Regions from separate parts of the Macaca mulatta genome. Here region 1 is linked to region 2. The links are chromatin contacts, called in public Hi-C maps. All regions are on one chromosome and are shown on one strand. Each heading gives the region's core, a stretch centred on a gene start, on an enhancer-like site or on the middle of the called end of the contact. The rest is flanking DNA. Distances are from core to core; before and after follow the strand shown. Region 1 holds the start of LOC114678796. Region 2 holds the start of LOC106998777.

Region 1 (5,555 bases), core at 1,589-4,088, 170 kb after region 2:
TGGGTTTGGTCAAGATCAGATCTGAGTTTGGATTTCTTCCAGTAGGCAGCAGAGAGCCATTTAAAGGGACTTGAGCAGGAGGGTGATACAATCCGAAATGTACTTTCGGAAGCACAGCAGCTGGGTGGAGGATGATTTGGAGGAGGAAAGGCTGTACAGACACACCAGGGAGGAGGCTCCTGCAGAGTGAAAAGGAGGAATAATTGACTGTGAGCAGCCAGAGGGGCTGGGATAGACAATACAAGTCAACTGTGGGAGTTGCAGGCAAGAGGCAAAGGCAGAGGAAAAGAGCTTGGGGCCCTGGGAACAGGTGGCAACAGTATCAAAAATAAAAGAAGAGAACCTGGCTTCTAGGGAAAGGTGGTTCTTTGGGTTTGAGGTGGCCATGGGCATCCTGGTGGTGATGGAAAAGTGAGATGGCCACTGGGAAGAAATATGTGAGCTGGAGAGGGAGATGACACTTTGGGAAACGGTTGTAGGGTGGGTGGTGGAAACTCTCCATGTGGTGGATCATCCAAAATGAAGAGGACTGTGAAAGGCTGCAGGACAGGGTATACATTAAACGGGTTGAAGGAAGATATACAAAAAAGAGGTAGGGAAAAGAGGAGTTGGAGACACTGGAGCGATGGCAGAACTCCAGGAAACTCAGAGAGAGGGCCAGTTCAAGAGGGAGTCGGTAATCAGTGTCAGAGAATGCAGGGAAGGCCAGCTGGGTCAGGCTGAGCTGGTGGCCCCTCATTTGTCTCTGAATTAGAGAGCTAAAGTATAATAGATCCCTCCGGCAAATGACGGTGCCTTAAATCCAGTCTCTTGCTCATTATAATAACGAAAGCTGTAAAAGTTAGGCACCTCCAAAGGTAGCTGTTTTCCCGTTCAATGTGAATTAATCTTTTCTACTAACAAGCCCTATGAACCTGAATGAGTCATTTATCCTGTCGGGGGGCACCAGTTTTGTCATCGCTGACTTTCCAGTTCAGTGATTCTGTGTGTTTATGTATGAAAATGCTTGCTACTACATATTATACAAGCCTAAGTCCTATCATGACTGTTTCTGGACAGAACAGAACCCAACTTGTGTTTTACTTTTAAACTTACTGTCTTCTATACCTATGTTTTATACAATTTAAAGATTATTTTTATTTTTAAAGAGATCTAGAAATGAAAGCCCTGAAAGAGACTTTCCCCTCTACTTGCCCATAAAGATCTTCCAGTTTTCCGCAAAGGCTTTTTCCTAGACATGGAGGAGGTGCCCAGAAAAATACTGGACGGATATACAAAAACATAGTGTCACAAAAATTTTCCTAACAAGTAAGGCAGCTGCGGAAAGTCGGCCAGCGTCCCGACCCCAGGGACCTGCAGCCTGGGACTTGTGAAGGCCAGCGGTGTAGTTCGAGGTTTCCAGGGCTTCGGCCCGGAATGAGCTATTTTCTTTAAAACGCCGAAGCGCGCTATCCCTTTAAATCCAGGCTACCAGGCAGGCGGGTGGGGAGCAGCCAATAACCTTAAAAGATGCGAAAGTGTCAAAGGAGATACAGTTTATCTCCAACAATGGGAGCGGATCAGCACCACTGTTTACAGTAAAAACAGAAGGTGGGGCTGGGAGGAAGCGTGTCTCCGACGCGGTAATTAAGTCTGCGGCTTGGACGCAGATTTGACCGAGCTCTATGGAGCACGAACAATGTCCGCAGGGCTCCCAGTTCAGAGAGGGACTCGCTTCTTCGCCTTCGCCCGCGTCCAGGTACCGGCGAGCCGCGCTCTGCGCTCGCTCTCCCTGGTCCACCCCTAAGCTGCCCGGACCCTGGGAGACTAGCCCTGCGGGCGCCGCCAAGGCGGCTGAGAGCGCTGCGCGCGTCCTGAGCGCCTGCACTCCGCGCAGCCGGGCGCCGAGGTGGGAGCCGGGCCGCAGACCCAAGTGCGCCCGAAGCCGCCGTCCGCCGCCTGGCGGGCCGTCTGCCGCGGGCTGGGCGGTGTGCGCGCGCGCCCGTGGGGCTTGCGCGCGCCCCTGCGGCGTGTGTACTCACAAAGGTGTGTCTGCTAAACCCACAGCCCGGGCTGCATTCCACCCCAAGCGGGAGAAACCCCGGCCTGGAGCAGGGCTTCGTCCGCGCGGCCGCGAAGGCGACAAGGGCGGCGGGGGCGACAAGGGCGGCCGGAGCTCCCCGACTCCTAGCGGGCTTCCTGGACCGAGGGACGGAGGCAGCGAGGGCGGGACGGTGGCAGCCGGCTCCGGACGCGCGTCGCGCGACTGCTGGGCACGTTCCGAGCGCTCAGCGTGTTTTCGGGCACAGCCCTGCAGTCGGGACGGAACGGACGCGGGGCTCGGGGATGGGCGCACTGCAGCCAAGCGGGGCAGCGGAGCGGGCGCGCTCCTTCCACACCGGGTCTGCAAAAGTCAAGTGGAAAGCTGCCGCCGAACGCAGCCACCCTCCCCCTTCCCCGCCGCAGCTTCGGCGGGTGGTGGGGAGAGCTCCCCTGGACCGGCTGGAGGGGAAGCTGGCAGCCGGTCGGGTTCGGCCGCGCCTCCTCCGCCTTCCTCTCCACCCGCGTCCCCCGGGCTCCATGCCGCATTTCTTTGTTTTGAAAGCGCCTCCTCCGCCCAGAGGCTTTTCCCCCGAAGGGCAGGCTGACGGGGGGTGGGGCATCGGCCCGTGGGCCCCGCCCTCTATTTAGATGAACCCTCCCCTTCACTCACCTCCCCCATCTCCCCTTTCCTCCCCGCGGCGACCCACGAGGCGCATCCTCACTTCTCGGACTTCAAAGAGAGGCTGAGAACTGGAGGGGGAAAGTAGAGTAGGCAGGGGGCGCAGAGACCCATCTACCTCAGCCCCGGCCCGGCGGCCAGCCCCCTCCCACGGGAACCCCGCCTGAGCCCCGCCCCCCCCCCCCCGCGTCACAGCAGCCTGACATTCTCACAACCCACCGGGCACCCAAACCGCCCACCCCCGCCACCCCCGTGTCCGCCAAGCACTCTATTTATGTTTCAGCCCAGTGATTTGCATAGGCCCCGCCCCCGGCCCCAGGTTCCCCCTATCGGAGCCCCGCCCCAGCCTTACGTCACAGCGGAGGCCCCACCTCTTGTGCCCATACAAGGAGCGGCGGGCCCTAGATGGCAGCGTGGCGTCGCGACGGCGTGTGCGTGTCGCGCTTCCTAGTGCCGTTTATAGGGTCCCGGCACTTCCGCTGTCGGGTTAGAAGCGGCGCGGTCATGGCGGAGCGCGGACAGCAGCCTCCTCCCGCGAAACGGCTTTGCTGCCGGCCGGGCGGCGGCGGCGGCGGCGGGGGCAGCAGCGGCGGCGGCGGCGCGGGTGGCGGCTACAGCTCTGCCTGTCGGCCCGGCCCGCGGGCGGGTGGCGCGGCGGCGGCGGCGTGCGGGGGCGGTGCGGCGCTGGGGTTGCTGCCGCCGGGCAAGACCCAGAGCCCCGAGTCGCTGCTGGACATCGCGGCGCGCAGGGTGGCGGAGAAGTGGCCGTTCCAGCGCGTGGAGGAGCGCTTCGAGCGCATCCCGGAGCCGGTGCAGCGCCGCATAGTCTATTGGTCCTTCCCCCGTAGCGAGCGGGAGATCTGCATGTACTCTTCCTTCAACACCGGCGGCGGCGCCGCGGGCGGCCCTGGCGACGACAGCGGCGGCCCCGGCGGCGCGGGCGGCGGCGCGGGAGGCGGCGGCGGCGGCGGCGGCTCCTCGTCCTCCCCGGCCGCCACCTCGGCCGCCGCCGCCGCCGCCGCCGCCGCCGCCGCCGCGGGGGCCGGGGCCCCGTCGGTGGGGGCTGCCGGGGCGGCGGACGGCGGCGACGAGACGCGGCTGCCCTTCCGCCGGGGCATCGCGCTGCTGGAGAGCGGCTGCGTAGACAACGTCCTGCAAGTCGGTGAGTCACGGGGCAGCCGGGGGCCGTCTGTCCGTCTGTCAGTCCCTTGGTGGGGGGGGGGGGCGCCCGCTTTTCTCCTGCGGACAGCCCCCAGCTCCGCGCGCGCCCGCACCCCTGCGGGTGTCCTCACTGGCCCGGACGGTCCTCCTGAGCGGAGCGCCTATTTCCTCCCTCCCTTCCCTGCCCCCGGTCGCCCCGGACGGGCGAGCGCGAGTGGGAAATGAATCAGCAGGACGCGCCCCTCCGCGGGCTCCGCGCCCCCGGCCCGTGCTCCCCTCCCCGCTCTTCTCCGGGGAGCACATCCTGGAGGACTGCTCGCCGGTTTCGGGGGTGGATGTGGACAAAGGCGCGGGCGGACGGCCGGGCTCCCGCGAGGGTGTGTGTGGCGGGGCTGTGCGGGGCGGGGGAGGGGGCGCGGGCCGCAGACAATGCCGGCCGCGGCCCGGCCGCTCGGCGCTCCCCCCCTTTCACTGCCTGTCGCTCGCTCTTTTTTTTTTTGGCCCCCGCCCCACGCGATTTGAGGGGAGGGGAATACATTTAAAGCCGCTCGGCGACCGCTCCTCCCAGGGCTCCGACGGGAGAGCGGCTGCTGCGCTCCCGGGGTCGCTGTGGTGTCTGGCCCGGGCGAGCTCCACCGGCCGCCCCGGCTTTAAATGTCTTTTTCTTTCCGTCTCCTCAGTCTCCAAGCGGCGCAGGGGGGAGGTGGCGGCGGACCGGACTCGTCTCCGGAGGGACATCTCGGCCGGAGGACGCCCCCTAATTAAAGGGCGCGAGCCCGAGGAGGAGCCGCTCGCGCTTCCCTTTTTTTGTGGAGCTGCCTCCAGACGCCACTGTGCGGGCCGCGGCGCAGCCCTTGTACCCCACCGCCCGAGTTTTGTTTGCGCTGGGTGGTCAGGTCGTGGTGCCCCGGGCAAGCCGCGGTCAGCAGTTGCGGATTTGCCGCTCGCAGCCAAAGGGGAGAGCGGGCTGCAGGAGCGCGAGACACTGGGCTAGGCTGCTGCTCCCGCGTCCCCGCGGCGCGGCAGCCCGGCACGACCCAGCACTTTGTTCTCATTTTCAGGTTTATTTGTGCCCCTTTCAGTTTTCTGTCACCCTCCGAAAAGGAGAAACCAAACAAAAGAGTCTCTTTATTTCTTTTCAGGGCTTGTAAAGTAGAAGATATTTGACAAAGGCGAGAGAAGGACTTGTGATTTAGAGCTGCACAGCCCTCCTTTCTCTGACAGATCCTGAGAGTTTTCTCAAATACCTTAGTTTAAAAGCGTCCCCTGTCCCCCTTCCCCCAAAATATTCTTTTTCCCCGTCCAGATCTTTTTCAGCCATAGCGATGGGAATGTTTGAGCCAGACTGAAAAGAACAATGAATGCTATAGTGAAACTTCCTATTTTTTTTTTTCCTGATTGCAAATGGCATATTTTCTGACCCCTTCTCTTGTTAGTGTACTTGAAATTGTAGCATACTGAACCCGGCACGGAATGAATGGGGTTAGATTTGGACGCATCTCTATCTCTTTGATTTTTAACTTAATCCTTTTTCTCTTTCTGTAGTCAGTTCCTTTTATCATTCTTTTCTTTGGGAGTGGGGTGGGGGTCTGGATAGGGGCCCCAAGAGAGAATTAAGATTTGTTTTAATCCCGTCTGGTTAATTTGAATTCTAATGCAATCTGTAAACGTGATTTTCTGCATGGTCATTTAT
Region 2 (5,605 bases), core at 2,184-4,683:
TTCTTTTTCCGCCCAAGACCAGCTTTAGAATGGTAATTGATTGTATTTAGTTCTCAGAACTTCAGAAACGTAATAGATAAACAATTTCTTAAAAGTATTCTAGATAATAGCAAATGAGATTCTTTAACAACAGTACTCTGTTGCAGTGAGAGGTTTTTTCTGAAGCATCCCAAACCTCACAATATTCTCTTTACTCCCCCAATCTCACACACACACACACACACACACAGAGTAAAATCTCAATCTCACATATATAAAAAGGCTCTCTAAATGATGGGAAAAAGTGGGAAAAAAAAGCATACGTCAAACAAATACAAAATTGGCATGTGTTAAGGCTAACAAATTATAGAAAAACAGAACTTTAGTTAGATACCTTTAAGTTGTTACAACGGAACGGATAAAACCGTAACTTTAGTAGATAACTGAGAATTATGACTATATCCTTTGCTTCAATACTTTTACTCTAAAATGTGACCCTAAGTAAAACATGTACATAAATTCTTTCCATGAACAGCTTGATTGCAGAAAACCACATGTATTTTAGATCTATCTTAACACTGAATTATTTCAGTGCCTTGAGTTATAATGTGTTGCTCACACTGGCACCAAGTAGAGACTGATAATCTAAAAGAATAGCATTGTTATTCAAACTCGTCCATAAACATTCTCAGTGGTCCTTAGGTTCTCAGATATAGTCCTGAAGTTTTACAAGTATGCTTAGCTGTAATTGAAAATTCTAACCTGCATAACATAATGTAACTTAAAAATGTAGTTCCACCAAAAAATAAAATAAAATCCAGGACCTTACAAAAAATTATCAAATTTATTTTAATATCTAGTTTCATTTTTAAACTGTAGCTGCTGGATAATTTTTTGTAATTTAAAATTCATTATCAGGGTACAGAAAACAATAAGCTGACAGTGAATTAAATACTAACAGTGAACAAAATTATTGGACCATGCATTTATAAAAGCCACGTTTAATAGTAAAACATTCCAGTTATACTACTTAACTGAAAGAAACATCCTTTAGCTCCTTACTTCCAATTACAGCACATTCTCATTTTGATATAATTTATCCTTTTCACCCAATTACTACTATGCCCAACAAAATGTTTCCAAATTTTATACCTTTCTTTACCACTTAAGAAGTATGACATCACTGTTATGCTTTACAAGTTCTTTAAAAGAAATGTGAAATTTAAAGTTTTACTTTGAAACTGTTTGATCAGAAAGTATTAAATATCACTACCACATGAGTTAAAACAAAGAATGAAATAAAATACAAAAGTGGTGTCTATATAATCAGCGAATTACTTGATAAGACATTTTAACTGTTTTACAGTTCTGCTTAGCACAAGAATAAACCGGTTCCAAAGTACTACAGTGTTTGGCATTTTTACTGCAAGGTTTAAACCATAGTGTTACTCCTCTCAACAAGCCATCTCTAAGAAAATGGCAGTGTTTGTGAGTACAGAAATTGTTCTATCCAGTAGGTGGTATTCTACATAGTCAAGAGAATGCTTTATAAAATTGTTTTTAAAAATGCAAAATGACTTGATAATTACCAGCTGTCTCAAAGGCTATAAGAAAAATGCAGCAAATAGAAGTACTCATTGATTAATATTATTTTGTTTTGAGAAAGTCAGAAATGATTCTAAGAAATAAGCAATAATAATAAAAGACGTAACTAATATACTGTATCTCTTTTAAGCCAAAGCACACTTTTACCTCAAACAAGACAGTTCTGACTTTTACATTCTTAATTTCCTTTGTCCAAAACAGGACCCCATTTTAAATAGAGTTCATTTGAATTGAGTTCATAATCTAAAGTCACTTTTCCCCACAGGATGTTTTCATTTCAGTAGATAAACTGCTAAGCGGCAAATGACTAAGTCAGTTATAAAGAATTTGTACCACAGTAAATGATAATTTATAATAACTGTCAATAGAAACCTACAAACTTCTACACCCAAGCCTAAAAGTTACTATAGTATTGAGGTCAGAACTAACATGATTCTTCCATTTGGTCAGATTTCATTTACTAAATAATACTGTCAAGAAATCCAAAGAAGAAACTTTAGTGGGTTCTTCCAAAGCTGCATAATTTTCCAAATGATTTTCCTCTGGTTGCAGAGCCTATTCAGTCCTTCAATCCTTTTTTAGTCGTTTAGCTTTTGCAATGTTTTCTTGGCGTTTTTGTTTCTTCTTCTGCTCCTTCTCCCTGGCCTCAATCATCTTGGCCAGTTTCCAAGACAGTACAGCACTTGCTAGGAACAGTGGAGTAAGGGCCAAAATAACAGTTGTAAGGAAGCCATATGGGTCTTTTGCAGCCCATTCCACAACATACTCAGCCCAAGCCTTTATATCAAACATCTTCACTGCAGTCTTATGAAAACTGGGGCTGGAGAAGGTGGGTGGAGAAAAACAGGAGAAAAACAGAGGAAAAAAAACAGGAGAAAGACTGTGGTTAGTCAAATTTTGAAAAAGTTTCCTCACACAACCAGTTAACTCATGATTCCATTATCACTCAGTTTGCTTTTTTAAAAAGTACTAATTAGTACTACTGTAATAAGGACTAGTATTTCCAGTTAGGAAAAAGTAATTCATCTAGGACAGCCAGAATAGTGACACTTCAAAGATGTAAAGTTATAGAAGATTTTAAAAAGCCATGTGACTCTGTCATAAGGACTATGCATTCTCACATGCCTCCTATATGGAAGACAAACTTTATTTAGCAGGAGGCTTTCATAAGAATCTTGAGTTTTCTATGGTCATTAAGAGCTGAACACAGTTTGTCATTTTTTGACATATCCTTAGTATTACTAATTAACAAAAATACAAATCAGCAAATTTGGTGTTTAAAAGGACAAGCGACAGAGCATGTGCAATACTCGCAGAGAAGGAGAGATGGCTATTTCCAGGAATGGGAAAGGGAGGGTAAGGGAGTCATGACAATCACATTAATATGCCAAAGCAGCAAAAAGTACTGTGCTATTTTATGCCCTTTCAGCTTTGAGGACCTCTGCTGGAATAAGCCTAATTTAATAAATGAGAAAAGTAGCCTTAACAAGATGCCATGTGTTTTGTTCCTTTTTGAGTGTAAGGAAAAGGCATCTGGCAAATGAGGATTATGTGACTTGAGTGATGTTTTCTATTTTGCCCCAGAGGCTTTTCTACCTTTCATGTTTGTGTCAACCTCTATTCAAAGTGGAGAATTAGAATACCTGGGTAGGGAATGAGGTATATACATCCACTTACGATTTCAACTGGAATTTTTAAAAAAATTATCTACCTTATGCTTGAGTAGTGATCTCTAACTTTGTCCTGGTATTATTAGTGACCCAATCACGACTTCAGATGACCCTTGGTAGTCTGTCTTCTTGAGTTCTACTGTACACATCTGAGAGATTATTTAAATTCTGTACAATTGGCTAGCTGGAAAGAATACAAAAAATAAAACAAAATTTAAGTCACAACTTTCAGGATAATTGTAATAAAATTTTAAATGGAAAATTTCTATATTGTATATACGCAATCTATATGACATCTAAAATTGCCTATCCATTATAGTAACTTAATATGTTTCTTCCTCATTTGAATTTACCACAATTGCAAGTGCCCTGTAAGAAAATCCTAATTACTGGAAATCAAGTATTTTACTAAGTTAGTTATTTCAATAGTAAAATTTTTTTAGTTCATTGACATATAGAAGACAAGTTGGCTCACTGACTTACACAGTATATCCGTTCCTAGATTTTCAACTTTCTATACTAAAAATGTTGCCATTCATTCATTTACTGGATTAGGTACACCACTACAAAATCAAACACCTCATCTTACTCTTTAAAGGTTTTTTTGGGTCTATCATACAATTTGTGTCCTTTACTTAAAAAATTAGAAGACATAACCAAACAAATTATAGTAATTCACCCACAGTCCCATTACCCCAGGAAAACTATGACTGGTTTTAATTATATCTTTCCCACGATTTTCAACTGAACACACATGAAAGTGCCTAATACGTTAAATATCTTCTCCCGGACTTCATAAGACCTCACCCATAGTCAGAATTAGGTACTACTCAGATCGATCTGCCTTCACCTTCTCCAGCCCAGTAGCGAATAAACAATGTAAGAGTCATGGTCCACAGGCCACACATCTCCCTGCACCTCAACTTCAGACCCAAACACCCGCGCCTCCACACTTTCAGGAATAAATCCTACTCTTCCGCCCAAAACGGATCGACCCGGCTCGATCTCCCAACCAGACCCGCGTGGCCCCTGCGGCTGCAACTGGTAACACTTGACGGCCGTCCGCACTTCCTCCTTTCTCTTTCTCTTATTTCTTACGTTTCTCCCTTGCTCCTTTGTCTTTCCCTCATTTCTTACGTTTCTCCGCTGCTCACTCTTCCCTCCTTACCCTATCGGGGCCGCAGACCCACGGGGGCCACGTTCACTTCTGCCCCTCGGCCTTGGCAAGCGCGGGCCCGTTGTCGCGCAGAGCCGAGGGTCCTGGGGAATCCTGGATTGGCGCAAGGGGCCGCCGCCGTTTCTGCTGGACACCAGGAGAAAACCACGGAAGCGGTAGCCGCCAGCTTCCTCTATCTCGCCCCAGGGGCTTGGATCCCACTCCCCACTCACCGCCAGACCGGAAGCAGGAAGGCGGAAGTCGCGGCCTTTGCGTCCCGCCCACAGACGACCCGAACCGCCAGCTGGGCGTTAGGAAGTCTAGGAGCCGGTTTCCGGCTGCGCCATTGCTGTGTGGGTCTTGGGACCTCGAGTTGGAGGACGCGGGAGGGTGGGGGAGGGGGACAGGGTGGCGCTGAGATTTCCGGGGAGCGGCAGGTGAGGCAGCGCGGGGCGGGTGACAGCACCCAGGCTCCTTTCCAGGCTTGAACCCGAGACTGCCACGTCCTGCGGGGACCAAGTGATGGGCGAGGAGGCGTGCAGCGGCTTCAGGACTCGAGGAGAGGTTCCGAAGCAGCTAGGAACTTTTGCCTTTGCCTCCCGAGGTCGATCGGAAGACAACCCCCATCCCCTGCTGTAGCCGGACAGTTGGAGGGTCCCGGGTGGGTGAGGTGTTTGGCTGAGAGAAACTCAGACCAAAGAGCTGCGGCAAGAAAGCATTTGGGTTCCCACAAACCGCCCGAAGTCAAGGTAAGGGTCACACAACGACCCTTGGCAATTCCGACGAGTTCATCCTGGTTCACATCCCACTCCACGCCTCTCTCTTCTGGTTGGGCAATAGTTACATCCTTACGTAAAGGAGGCAAGCTGCGGGGCCTTGGTGGATCCACTCAACCTTGTTACCAAGGGACATGCTGCCATGCTATGTGAAAAGGGGGATTTTGTTGTTTGTTTTTAATTTAAGTACCTAATTCGTTTCACGAAAGAATGATCAATACCTGCCCAGAGTAAACTTGATAAGTAATTAAACTGTCAGGGCATAGAGTTCCCATAGAGGTGCTTGTTCTTTCAATACACAAATAAAAGGATGCAAAAGTCAACATGCAAAAAGGGTGAGTTAATATTGTCTTCTAATCTACGGGAACTGAAAGATTAGCTCTGGTTTGGTTGGTGACCAAATTTTGTGATTGCTTGCA

The links. Hi-C and Micro-C count contacts between places; a contact is called where the count stands out from the background.
Region 1: a Hi-C map of liver shows a contact between it and region 2, with 4 times the contacts expected there. The contact joins the promoter of LOC114678796 here to the promoter of LOC106998777 in region 2. A contact is called at or near these places in 6 of 14 Hi-C or Micro-C datasets (CD4 T cells, cortical neurons, fetal cortex germinal zone and 3 more).

The regions. Positions count from the first base shown.
Region 1 is chr6:69,205,490-69,211,044 of T2T-MMU8v2.0, forward strand. LOC114678796 reads right to left here and starts at 2,839. Exons shown (of 2, transcript XM_028849452.2): 1 at 2,693-2,839; 2 at 1,920-2,383. The coding sequence starts at 2,701. The coding sequence ends at 2,018. It overlaps ZSWIM6 (zinc finger SWIM-type containing 6), which reads left to right and starts at 3,191. Exons shown (of 14, transcript XM_028849453.2): 1 at 3,191-3,863. The coding sequence starts at 3,206.
Region 2 is chr6:69,038,820-69,044,424 of T2T-MMU8v2.0, forward strand. LOC106998777 reads left to right here and starts at 3,434. Exons shown (of 2, transcript XM_028849451.2): 1 at 3,434-4,763; 2 at 4,893-5,033. The coding sequence starts at 4,143. The coding sequence ends at 4,898. It overlaps SMIM15 (small integral membrane protein 15), which reads right to left and starts at 3,420. Exons shown (of 2, transcript NM_001190845.1): 1 at 3,296-3,420; 2 at 1,810-2,404. The coding sequence starts at 2,376. The coding sequence ends at 2,152.